Linked DNA regions of Hordeum vulgare: region 2 is linked to region 1. Evidence: chromatin contacts called from public Hi-C data. All regions are on one chromosome and are shown on one strand. The core of a region is the stretch at or near the end of the contact, and the rest is flanking DNA. Distances in the headings are between cores, read along the strand shown.

Region 1 (6,636 bases), core at 772-3,271:
ACAACTCCAAGTCGTCCTATAACCGTGGACACGACTATCCGAAAAGTTAATTTTCATCCCTGCAGGGGTGCACCAAGTTTCCCGTAACGCTCGATAACACTCTGGCTGGACACACTTTTTTGGGTCATGCCTGGCCTCGGAATATCGACACGTCGCAGCCCCACCTAGACTCAACAGAAAGGCTAGCCCGCCGGTCTAAATCCTAAGCACAAAGGATTCGTGGGGCCACTTTTCCTCTGCGCTCCTGCATGATGCGTGGGCGGCCGATGTCAGTCCTAGCACCCCTTAGTACAATCGTGATGCATCTCAGGACCACTCGGCGCGCGCCGCTCCATTGCTGACGTTTGAAGAACTTCGGTTGATACCACGACGTCGAGTACCCATAACTTCTTCCGCGTAGCCGGTAAGTGCAAAAAGGTCTCCGACCAACCCAGGTCAAATTCCCAAATCCATTAACATTTTAAATAACTAAACGGCACATCCACGCGGGAATCGACCCGCCTAACATTTATTCAGCAATGTTCCTAGTAACATGGTCAAGTAACTGTGTGGTTGTAACATCAGGGGGATCCGAGGCATCATCCTCCTTGGATCCCGAACGATGGAACCGTCAAGGTGGACTTAGAGGAATCACCCTCGAGGGTCTCACACTTGAGGGGTTGCACGACAGAGTCGTAGTCGGGAGTGGTGAAGGAGGAATCACCCTCGATAACCACGACCGACTAGCTGCACTACAGAGATATCATCATGAGTACTTCGCGAGGTGTCACCCTCGGTACCCGATAGTAGCTCTCTAGGGTCGTACAACTAAGGGAGGGTGTAAGTGCTGTGTCGGGTCTTGGCTCATCGATCAGGGATCGAGACTCGACAATAAAGCGGGGCGACTGGACTAAGGGGTCAGAGGGGAAGACTGCTCCACCTATACTAAACAGTTTTAAGGTGCAGTACTGAAAGTAGCAGTTCATCAAAAACAGGCTATGCATCAGATATAGGAGCTAACTACAACAGTAGCAAAATTCTAATGCAAGCATGATGGAGAAAGAAATGGACAATATAGGAATGATCAAGGGGGGTTTGCTTGCCTTGTTGCTCTGCGGCAAAGGGTTGGTCATCAGGAGGGTAGATGTACCTGGCAGCAGCGTCAGTCTCGGGACCGGTAAGAAGAGGGGAGAAGAAACAATAAATATAGCACCGATACAAACATTAAGCATGACATGTCAAAGCAGGGTTAGGTATGAGCTAACGCAGTGCTATCCGTCGTAGATGGGTGAGGAAAATATCGGATGATATTTCCCGTGTCTCTGGCTACTAACGGTCAGATGAAAACGATGAAAAAGTTTCACGTTTTCTATGCAAGGGACGCGTGACACACGAACGGATAGTGTATCCGGACTCATCTCGTTTTGCAGATGAACGTTCATGTTCAAAATATTTTCATCTGACTTATGATTTATATTATATCATTTTTCAAAGTTTTTATTAATATTTAGGTATTAACAGATTTGATTATAATAGATAATTAAATATGACATCGGTTGTGATGTCAGCATGACATCATCAGTCAACATGGTTTGATTGGCTAAATATGATCAGTGGGTCCCTGTGTCGTAGGCACATATAGTATTAAAGTTAAATAAATATTTAATCAAGTTAATTAGTGGGGTGGGACCCAGCTGTCATACACTGCTTTAGGATATTTTATCTATTTTAGTTAACGGATTATTTTATTAACTTACCTACTCTTAAACATTATATTAACTAATACTTATTTATCTATTTTTATTATATTTATAGAAGGTAGTGAAAAAAGTCAAAAAATCAATGCAAGACGTTTCACAAAAAGAAGCCATCGTGCGAGATAAGTGGTGTTCCGGTGGGACCCAGATGGAGATATTTCTGGTGGTCAAACTGACTTTTTTTCACGAAAATTTGTCGTGTGCAAGATAAGTTATGTGTCGGTGGGACCCGTATATAGATTTTTCTAGTGGTCAAACTGACTTTTTCCAGAAAAGACGGCAGCGTGTGAGATTAATAGTATGCCAGTGGGACCCGGATGGAGATATGTTTGGTGGTTAAAGTGACTTACGCCATCTCTACATAATTGTGAACCAATCTAGGCCAGTTTTTTTATACTAGCTTTTTTGGCTTTTAGAATAAGCTACGTCTACCCAGCTTATTCTAAAAGCCTAATTTAAATTATTTTTTAGAAACCTACATAATTAATAGGCTTTTAAAAAATAATTTGAATTGGGCTTTTAAAATAAGTTGTGTAGGGAGTAGCTTATTTAAGCTTATTCTAAAAGTCAGCAAAAAAACTAGCCTCTAATGTTGAATCATTAGAAGACAATGGTATCCCTTGTCTATAAGAGTTAGAGCAACTCTAGCAGACCCTGCGTCCCGTCCCGACCCGCAAAATAACTGTCAAATTGCGGGTCGGGGCTGGAAAATCCGCACGAGCAGACCCGCATCCCGCGCCGACCCGCATTATTTTTTGCGGGACGCGACAAATCTTCTCCTCAACCTCCATCTTCACGGGCTGGGAGGCCGACCCGAGCTCAACCCCTATCCGACGCGAGATTTGGCGGGAGGGACATTTCAGCGCGCCCTTTCCCCGTTCCCCGCACCCTCCGCCACCATTGCCACCCCTCCGCAAGCTCCGGTTCCTCCTCCCCGACCGTTCCTCGCCGCCATGGAGGACCCCATGCTGTCCTCCGTCACCGTCGAGGTCGCGCATGCTCCTTCCCCTCGTGTGGATCTCGTCGTCGGCCATATTGCCCCCGCCGCCGTGCCCAAACACACGCTGCGCCTTCCTGAAAGAGGCAGGGCACCGTGGTCGTGCAGGGCGGGAACCCGGCTGCACCCGCCGCGACGGTCCGCGCTCCGGGCGCCAACGCCGCAGTGCGATTCCGGCCGGCGGCGTAGAAGGCCGGCAAGGCCACGACCGTAAAGCGAGGAAGGTTCCGGCTTTAAGGAAACCACCTTATTCAACCTCTGACTTCACCCCCCCCCCCCGCAAAGGAGGTGCTCCGGCGATGCCGTTGAACAATTCCGCTCCCCCCGCGGCCGAGGTGTTCGACAAAATGGCCGGAAGGTATGCCTCTTTGGTCTTGGCGATTCCTTTTCATTTTTCGCCATTAGTCTTGATAGCTCGTGACTTGTCATCGTTCGCTATAGAAGTGGTTCGAACAATGCAACAAATGAGTTCATGAACATGTTGGACACGAACGCGGTTGACATTGATCAAGCCTCTTTTGAACCATTCAACTACAATGAAACGGACGGTGGCGTGGATGATCATGGTGTTGCGGACGAATTGGAGGAGATCGAAGCGGAAGCGTTTGAGCAATCGCAAGCAAGGGGTGGGAAAAGCCAAAGATCGAAGGACTACACGATCTTGGAAGAGCAAGCTTTGATCCAAGCATGGAGTGCGGTGTCTCTTGATGCATGCACGGGTGTTTCTCAAACCGCCAAGGGATATTGGCAAAGGATTGAAGATCAATACTTTCCGCATTATGAAAATGTATCCTAATAGGACTGCACGCATATTTCGGTCACTTCAAGGGCGTTGGGAGAATATCAACCTATGTGCAGCCGTTGGGCAGCTAGCTTGGAGCAAGTACGCAATGCACCTCCAAGTTGCAACTGTGGAGTCCGACTATGTGAGTTTGTTTTTCCTTTGTTCAATTTGTTTATCATCATAATGTATCATGGGAAATGATTGCATCATTTTGTTCATATTTTGTAGGACAAGATTGCTCAACATAGATACAAGGACATGGAAGCTTCGGAAGGCAAATTCTTCAAATTAGAGCATTGTTGGGAGTTGCTCCAAAAGTGCGACACGTGGAAGTTGATCGACAGAGATCCCCACTAAAGAGAGGCTCACTTGTAAACATGGATGAAGATAAGGATGATGATGGCCCAAGAAATTTGCACAAGCCCGATGGCGACAAGAAGACTAAAGAGAAGATGAAGAGAGAGCAAGAAGCAGCGAGCTCGAGGGAGAAGATTGATGCCATGGTGCAATCAAACGAGTTGATGTTGTTGAAGTCGTTGGAGATCAAGAAAGAGTTAGCCGAGAAGAAGGCAAAAGAGAAGCAAGAAAAATGGAAAATGCTCAAGGAAGAGGGGCTCCGCAAAGCTGCCATTGAGGAGAGAAAAGCACGCACCTTTGAAACCAAATTGATGTCATTGTTGCTCGCCGAGGAGAACAAGATCATGTAAATGAACCGCAATGACATGGACGACCTCACCAAAACATGGCCTGATATGGCAAGTAGAGGGATCTTGAAGAGGAGAATGGTTGCCTCGACCGGTCCGTGTTCCAGTTCCGGTGATGTTTTCTCTGCGCCATATGGTGCCAATGTAGATGATTTTGGTGCGGGAGTTGGAACAAGCGTTCCAACCGACGGATGTGGATTCGGTGGTGCCGATGAACTTCAATATGGATTCCATGGCACATAGTGAAGATCGGACCCCAAGATGATGCCGGACATTGGCGCAAACCTTTGCATGCCCTCTTTTGCGTAATGAACTTCGCTTTTATTTGCACGCAAACTGTTTATTTCGTTTGAATTTGTACTTGTTTACCAAACCCTATGTCAAATGCGAGATTTGCAGTTTTCTGTTTGCGGGTTGTCGCGGTGGAGCCCGAGCAGAACCCGCAGACGCCGATCCGTAAAAAAGCATATCCCTCGAATATACTTTTTACGGATCTGTTTGGGGGGTCTGCTTCTGTGCCAGCCCGCGCCGACCCGCAAAAGTGGTTTTGTGCGAACTGCAAACGAGTTTTGCGGGCCAACATTATGCGGGGTATGCTAGAGTTGCTCTTAAAGTCCTCGACTTGACATTAGTGTTCGTATTTTCTTGTATATATTCCACGCGTTCCGACGATGCCCGTTTAATGAGAGAAGACGTTCTTGTCGACTATAAAGACGTCTATGATGACTTCGTCAATCTTAAGATGATGTGACAGATCAGTCTCTTGTAGGTGCTCACAGGAATAGAGTGTGCATGTGTGCATTCATAAGTATGAGTGTATGCCAGCCTCGACTGTCGGGTATTTTGGTTATTTTGATTCGGATAGTTCGGTTTATGGGTAATTCGCGTACTCAAAAATGGAACCGGAATTTTTTCTGTCAAAAAAGTACCTGGACCCAAATTACCCAAAATTTTAGTTCAGGTAATTCGGGTACCCACAAAACTTAAAATATTCGGAGCACACATCAAATTTTGGTATAAATAATTTGGGTAGTATGGATATTTTGGATAGTATGGGTAACATGTTAGTGTACTAATAGCATTAATAATTTGGTTAATATGAATAATTTGGATAGTATGGGTATTAAGGATTTTTCAGACTGGAACCTGAACCCTAACCCGAAAATCAAATAGACAGGAAACGAGAACCGAACCGTAACCCTAAACCGAATTACCCGACAATTCGGCTAATTGGGGTCGGTTGGGGTTCGGGTAGCGCGTTAGGGCACCCAAATGCCCAGGCTGAAGTGTATGTGTGTATGTATCAGCATTTGTCTCTATACTATGTTAGAAAAAATCCCCACTTTTCTTTTTGTGGGGAAGGAACTTTTTATACATCAGCCATGATGTTTACGTTCGAAGATGACAATGCTAACTATTTTCACATGGGAGTTTCGAAGCCAACAGGCCGTGCGCCGTTGCGAGCGTCTCATACAAGCAAGGGTGTGACTCGCTAAATTTGCATGTCTGTCGATTTTAGCTAGACTAATGTTCCTTCCCCACTTAATTAACCATAGAAGGCTGTGCAAGAAGTAAAAAAAAATCAATGTTTAACTTTTTAAGCCGAGGACACATGGCAAACAACAAAGCATTCACCCATAAGTACATGAAATGCATGAGATGGCTGATAGCTTAGCCATTTTAAGTATTGTATATATATATATTAATATATTTGTATATATACTTTCACGTTTTTTAAGATTACACTATATATTACATACGAACGCATATAAATTTATTTTACAGTGTAAATTTATTTATTTTGTTATGTATATTGTTTATACTAAAATCTTAAAAAACATGCATTTTATGAACGGAGGGAGTATATATGAGCTGTTAAGAGTGTGACGTGTAGTTGACCATCATGTGGTCAATTGGCTGGAGTAGTATAAAAGTGGAAGAAAAAAAAATCATTTTGAGCTAGAATTATTCTTATCTTAAGCCAACCAGCAACAGGCGGCTAGTGCCGATATTCAAAAAGGACACATATAATTTTATATGAGCTGTTAAGACTGCGATGCGTAGTTGACCAACACGTGGTACTCCTTCTGTTTTGGTGTATAAGTCATCTTATGAAAACCAAATAATCCCAAAACACTTGTGCGCGGTACATTAACTTTCATCTTGTTTCTAGTTTTTGGACTAATCAGCCAATAAGAGACGTAAAACGTGTATGTTTTTAATAACTTGAGACTAACTAGCATGACATCTAGTGATCAATTCATTGCATGCAATGATATTAATTAGCAAATTAGTATTTATTTATCTCGTTTTTCTCTCCATCTTGATCACGATGCACAACCTAATATGACTTATACACCGAAACGGAGGGAGTAGTTGGTTGGAGCAGTAGTACAAAAGAGGAAGCAAAAGCTT
Region 2 (6,926 bases), core at 3,695-6,194, 110 kb after region 1:
TGCCATTTAGTTTTATGTGGAACTAAGGTTTATTTTGTTGGTAGACGACATGTAGTTTCTTTATATACATACGTCATATCAATTATGGAAGATTTATCATTGTCATCCATGTTGTTGTTCGGTCGATCCTTGCATACCCCCTCGCGTCGCCTCCCCTCGGGCGACGCTAGGGGCCCCCGAAGCCCTAGCCGCCAGAGCGGTTCCCTCCTTCCTCGGCCGCCGCTGCCGCCGGCAAGGGCCGCGGGGGCGGCGGGCCCTGCGCCTTAGAGCCAGGGCGGGTGGTGCCGCGGAGCCCCAGCGAGGCGGAGGGGCCGTCGCGCGCGGGGAAGACGGGGGCGGCGGTCAGGGCGGCGGACCTGATGTGCGGCGGCGTTCGTGGCCCCATGGCCGGCCGTGGTCGGGTTGGATGGCGACGGAGGCGCTCCATACGGCGAGGGCAGCGGCTGGCGCAAGGGCGGTCATCGAGGGCTGTGGATCTGGCGTTTCCTGTCCAGATCCGTCACGGCTTGGACTTCTTCGGTCTGTGGCGCGAGGAGGATCGGTGTGGGGTGGCGAGGCCTCTGCCGGCATGGCGACGGCGGTCTTCGTCTACATGACGTGCCTCCCTCGGTTCCATCCAGTCACGAGATCGGGGGGTCGCGACTTCCGGTGAAAACCGCGCCGACCTCGGTCATGGCGAACGATGGCGGCGTCTAGGACGTCGTTACCAGCCCATGGCATCGTTGTTGCAGGTCGTGGCACCACACTCGTGATGCTCCGAGGGAAACCTTAGATCGGGATCTACCGGTCGGACGATGATGGCATCTTCGATGTCATTTCCCTCATGAGGGCATCATTTTGGAGTACGTGCTGGGTGGAGGGGACAAGAGGAGGAGCGGTGTTTGGTCTACTGTGAGCCATACGGTGTAGCCCGGCGGCATGGCGCTGCGGTGGTTCGTCGACAGGCACGTGTAGGCGGACACGTGCAGGATGGTGGCGCTGTCTGGCACCGTGGTGGCGTCGACGGCAGACCTTGCAAGGATGATGCGTTTGTTCTAGCTCTGGAGAGGGTACGGTGGTAGATGGTGGAGGCGGCCTCTGCGCCGGACCAGTTTGGGATCCAGTCTCAGTGGTGGTTGGGCTGGAGCATCAGACTATAGATGTTAGGATTTGGTGCGATATCTATTTGGTATTTGGCCCGGATATTCAGCACACCTTCATCAAGGAATAGGAGTAGCAACGTGTGTTGTCTAGATGGTGGCTTCAGGCTGACTGATGTATTACTTTGTATGGTCTCTGTGAATAATTAATAAAATGACTGTATGCATCGTCTAGATGCAGAGGCCGGGGGTATATCCTCCTTTTCTAAAAAAAAAATCCATGTTGTTGTTCATTTAGGAGTTTATTAATGGTAACCTTTCCATTATGTGCAAAAGAGTGCAAAAGTGTTGCCTTTCATTATAACAAAAAGCTATAACATTGTTAGTTAAATCAAGGTTGACCTCCATGTTCAGTTGTCAGAGCATGTTTGAATGTGATGGTGAACATAATGATAGGTAGGCTCCTGAAGCTTGTTTTTTCAATTGGGGTTGAATTATATATTGTTGGTTCATTCTTCACAAATTTCCGTTATACATATGTTTTTAGATTGTGTAATGGATGCAAAAAAATTTCTCTACTCTATTGAACAACATAAATTAAGCATAAAGATACCCTAAGGATATAAAGTTTTCCCAACATGTACTATGGGGGCCTGGAGGGCTCTATGCTTAATGAATTAAAGCCTTTGAATAAATGCATGACGTCCCTCTATTTATTATAGAAAATCCATATATGTTGATAGAAAAAAATAATAACTAAAATCCATTCAGGGTGGAAAATTATGTACTAGCAAAAAGTTCAGTAGAAAATTAGTGATTAAATTCAAAGTTTATCAGCACCAAAACCAACAAAAGTCCTACTTTCTTTCACAACACACATTAAATGAGAGATGTTTTCAATACAACAATAAGATGGAATGCATTGGAGCTATATATAAGACATATATTAAATGCATATGATATTGCTTAAGGCTGGTCATAGTGGGGAGTATCATATAGTAGTATCATGTATATGATACTATTGTATGATACTACCTTTATAGTGCATAGTATCATAAACTAGTATTATAGATGACCTCATTTATTGACATGCATGACACATACTAAATATGTTACGGTATCTACCTTCATAGTGCATGGTATCATAAACTAGTATTATAGATGACTTCATAGTGTACATCTGACACCGATCGAATGGGTTATCAAATACGTATGACAAGGCCTAGAGAACGAGAATCAAACATAAGTTTGATCGTTCTATCGTCCTAATTATTCTGTATTTGCCTTGTTAATTTTGTATTCGGTTTGAACAACAAGCCCAATGAAAGGAGAACACCATTTGGATGCAGGTGGCGGCGGTCTCGTGGCGCCTCCTCCTGGTCAGGAGAGCAGTCATCTGGCTCCTTCTCCTCAAACTTCTCCAAAGGGTAATCCAAATCCACTTCCAGTGACTGGTCATTTGCCTCATCCTCGGGCTCCATTGACCCAGCCGCTTCCAAAAGGCTGTGTGGAAGTGAGGATAAACGAAGGGCCGTGCTTCCTCGTTGTCTGCGCAGCAGAATGTCTCCTGGAGTCATACACGGGCGGCCTGTGTCGTGGTGGACGTCTTCTTTCCGGTGCCTGCTATTGTGTCCAGTGTCCCGTAGCCAAGACTAGCCCACATGTGGCTTGAGTTTTCAGTTGATCTATAAAATAATACTCTCTCCGTCCCAAAATAACTGTCTCAAGCTTAGTACAACTTTATATTAGAGCTAATTACAAAGTTGAGACACTTATTTTGGGACGGAGGGAGTAAACGATATGGTGATCGTGTTCCACGATTAAATAAATAATTGGACATATGGCATGTGTTGCTCCTGCTCGCATCTTTGTCCTCGTGATCGCGGGAGCTATAGAATTCCTCTGGTTCCCAACATGAATATCTATAGGCTCTGGATGGGCTGTAGCATTTGTCGGCCGTACCAGGCACCTCCTCTCTAGGTTGCATTCCATGTGAGAGAGTGAGAATAAATGCACATGAAAAGATTTACATAGACTTAGTGATCTTGGTGTCGAGGCTCCGCATAGGGAAAATCGAGCGATCGTTTTAACTGGACCAGTCCATTCAAGCGAAACATCTCCAGAAGGATTTTCTTGTTTTAGAAGGTCCTTGATCCGGTTTATTTTCCGTTTCCTTTTTTTCATTTCTGTTTCTGTTTCAAAAAATGTTTTGGATTTTTAAAAATTATTCTTCAAACTCAAAAATGTTTTTTGCTTTTTTCCAAAATGTTCTGAATTTCAAATAGTTGCTTTTAAAAAAAACATTCATAACATAAAAAATATTCGGGACTTTCAAAAAAATGTTCGGTGTTTTAAGAGAATGTTCGGTATTTTCAAACAATCTACCAAATATAAAAATTCTGTTTAAATTTTAAACTAAGTTTGTATTCGATTTTTTTCTTAAATTTCGACAAATGTCCTTGCTTTTAAAAATGTTCCAAATTTCAAACAATTTCCATTCTTCAAACTTTGTTCATAAGTGCAAATCTGTTCTGGATTTCCAAAAAATATTCTGGATTTTAGAAAATTGTTTTTCAAATTCGCAAAAAATACTATTTAAAAAATAATATGTTGTAAATTGAAAATAGTTGTCGTTTTTAAAAAAAATCATAACTTCAAAAAGTTTTCGGTATTTTTAGAAAATGTTCGTTATTTTATGAGAAATCTTCGGTATTTCAAAACAAATTAAAATATCAAAAATTTGTACAATTTATAATCTAGTTTAGTGTTCAAAAATTGTTCTGAAATTTTGAAAACTTTTCTTGATTTTAAAAAATGTTCCAAATTTCGTACAGTTGTCATTTTTCAAACCTTCATAAATTTAAACAATGTTCTGGATTTTTAGAAAATTTTCTTTAAATTCGAAAAATGTTTTTGCTTCAAATTTGAAAATAGAAGGAAAAGGAAATAAAAAAGAACCAAAAAATAATAAAAAGATAGGAAATAAACAGAAAAGGAAAAAGGAACAAAAAAAGAACAAAAAAGGAAAATATCAGATTTTCTTTAGACAAACAAAAAACTGGACCGGCCCAGCCTGGCGAACCCCCTGTGCATCCGCTCGGCAGTTCGCCGCAATGACTGGTGCATAGGAGGCCTCCTCTGTTCGTCCCAAAATAAATGCCGTTGATTTAATACTAAATTTACACTAACTTAATATTAAATTAACGACATTTATTTTGAGACGGAGGGAGTGTATACATAGCATTGTCTGCCGTGAGCAGCATGGAGCGATCGCTTGCTCGCGTCATGCGCTGTGGTCTAGCCGATTATGGGTATCTGATAGCTAGTTGGTGCCGGCTTACTATGGTTTGCTGATTTCTTTTACCGTTGGGTTTCATCGTTTTTCCTTTTGGTATATATTTTAAATATTCTGAAATACATATATAAGAAAAATATATGGCTCATCTTTTTTCATTTTGATATAGATTTTAAATATTCTGAAATACATATATATGAAAAAATGTAATCCCTCTGATCTATATTAATTGTCGAAGCTTGAGTACATAGTTGTACTAAGGATGCACAATTAATTTGGATCAGAGAGAATACTAAATTTTAAAAATGTATAAAGAGAAATCATCAATAATTTTGATAATATTAATTATTTATTTAAATAAATATTCATTGTGTCTTAATAAAATATTTATCGTGTATTTAACAATATTTCTCATGTTTCTTTTAGATAATCCCTAGCTGTTAGTATGGGCTGGTTTCTCGCACTTAATGGAAGTGGTTCAGGCGGCATGGGTCGATCGTCAACACTATGAAGGACCAAGGACGACTAATTACATATTTCCAGCATGGACTGGCCCAACGACATCGACGTCGTTTATTTTAAAACTCAATAAGCCTATCCTGCTTGTTCTGGCCTTTGTAGCACCGTTGTATCGGGATCCTATAGCGCGAAATCACTAATAAAAAGTTATCAGTTGCACACGTCATTCTCACCTTCATAAACACTCGCAAGTGGCACATTGCATGTGTTTCACTTCTACATAGCAACCTATGATTCTTCTCCTTTCTACATAAATTTATTTATTCAAAATGTTTTATCTATTGAACCATAAGTTCGAATCCTGAACTTTTTTCTTCGATGAATTTTCCGCGTCGAGATCTTTTAGACTACATCCCATGTTCATAGCTTTTGACCAGTTTTTACACGAAAAAAGGAAAAAAACTGAAGAAGGGACCCAAAAACCATAAAAGCAATAAAAATAAGAAAAGGTGAAAACCAAAATAACTCGTAACCAGAAAAGGAATGAAGAAAAAAAACAGAAGATGGAAACACAGTTTTCCCCACTTTTTCTTTTCTTTTGATAAGCACAACTGTGCTCCACGCGGAAGCAAATTTGTGCCTCCATGAGAAGAAAATATCTGCTTCTTGTGGAGGCACATTTTTTTTAGAAGCACAACCTTGCTTCTAACGGAAGCAAATTTATGGCTCCACAAGAAGAAAATATCTTCTTCTTGTGGAAGCACATATTTTTTTTAGAATCACAACCATGCTTCTTACCGAAGCAAATTTATGCTTCCACAAGAATCAAATATGTGCATCTCATCAAAGCACATACATTTTCTCTTGTTGAGAAGCACATTTTATTTCAAGAAGAACAGTTCATTCAAGCATAGCTATGACTCCATGAGAAACAAATGTGTGCTTCTCATGGAAGCACATAGTTTTTCCCCTATTGACAATCACATATGTGTTTCTCATGGAACCAAATCTGTGACTCGATGCAGAAAAAACTAGAACCTTTTTTTTGTCTCTAAAACCTACAGAAAACCAGGCGGAACCGATAACACGACCCTTCGCCCCTCCCCTCCACACCTATCTAAAACCCTAAAACATGTACTATAGATAAAAAAAATGGAAATCCAAATAGAGCACCCAGAATGCAACACGTGGCCACTATTGGACGCACCACTTCACGTGCTGCCAGGACACCAAAGGTCCATGAATGTAAAAAGTATTAAAGAATTTGAAAAACTATTACCATTTAGAAAAATTATTCTCACTGTGTTAAAATATAAGACATTTTTTACACAAGATTTGAAGAAATGTTTGCAGTTTTTGAAAGAGTTATAAAAAATTATGATTTTAAACAATATTCTGGAATTTTAAATGTGTTAGGTAACTTGAAAATGTTCTAGAATTTTTAAAAAACATTCCCACTTTTATTAAAGAATTTTTTTACAAATTAAAACAATTGTTCATCAATTTAAAAACATCCAGAATTTGAAAATTTTGTGAATAATTTGAAAGGTTCTAGTATTTATAATGAATTTATATAAATATTCCAAAAAATAAAGTACTCCCATGAATTTTTTTTCATGAACTAAATATGGAAAAATAATAAATACATCAAATATTGTTTGAGATTTATTTTTTAAGTCCCGGCAGAAATGTTCTAGAACCTTCCTAAAACCATAAGACAATGGCACAAGAGTAAGACGACACATATATGTGCTCTGCTCTCGGGTCCTCGGTTCACTTCCATGGCAATTTCTCTTTACGCGCATGTCTAAGCTACCGAAAAACATATTTTATTCAACTGGTTAAAGCAAAAGTTTCTTGGGCCTTATTTGGGCTAAAGCACAAGACGTATTTACACCATGACTGTACACTAATAGAGTGTTTTCTACGCTAGCTTCATCAGTAGCTCATAGCGGAGCCGTGCCCAGTACTCGAGCAACCCCGGTCGTATGAAAAAGCACAAGGCTTTACCACTCCAGTTACTTTGTATACTCATCACCAATATATTGCAGGGTTCATCATGACACACGATTTTACTCATGGAGCTATTTTTC

What was found. A called contact is a pair of places that touch in the nucleus more often than the background predicts.
Region 2: a contact with region 1 is called in a Hi-C map of leaf, with 5 times the contacts expected there. The contact joins two enhancer-like sites. A contact is called at or near these places in 2 of 6 Hi-C or Micro-C datasets (leaf and seedling).

Annotation. Positions count from the first base shown.
Region 1 is chr7H:621,574,815-621,581,450 of MorexV3_pseudomolecules_assembly, forward strand. No RefSeq gene overlaps it. Among protein-coding and RNA genes, the nearest start is that of LOC123410328, 4.0 kb to the right of the region's middle. Within about 2 kb of position 2,022, at least 1 of the 3 cell types and tissues checked has open chromatin away from gene starts, as enhancers often do. A contact at or near this core is called in leaf, where this site is marked.
Region 2 is chr7H:621,684,622-621,691,547 of MorexV3_pseudomolecules_assembly, forward strand. No RefSeq gene overlaps it. Among protein-coding and RNA genes, the nearest start is that of LOC123409912, 14 kb to the right of the region's middle. Within about 2 kb of position 4,945, at least 1 of the 3 cell types and tissues checked has open chromatin away from gene starts, as enhancers often do. A contact at or near this core is called in leaf, where this site is marked.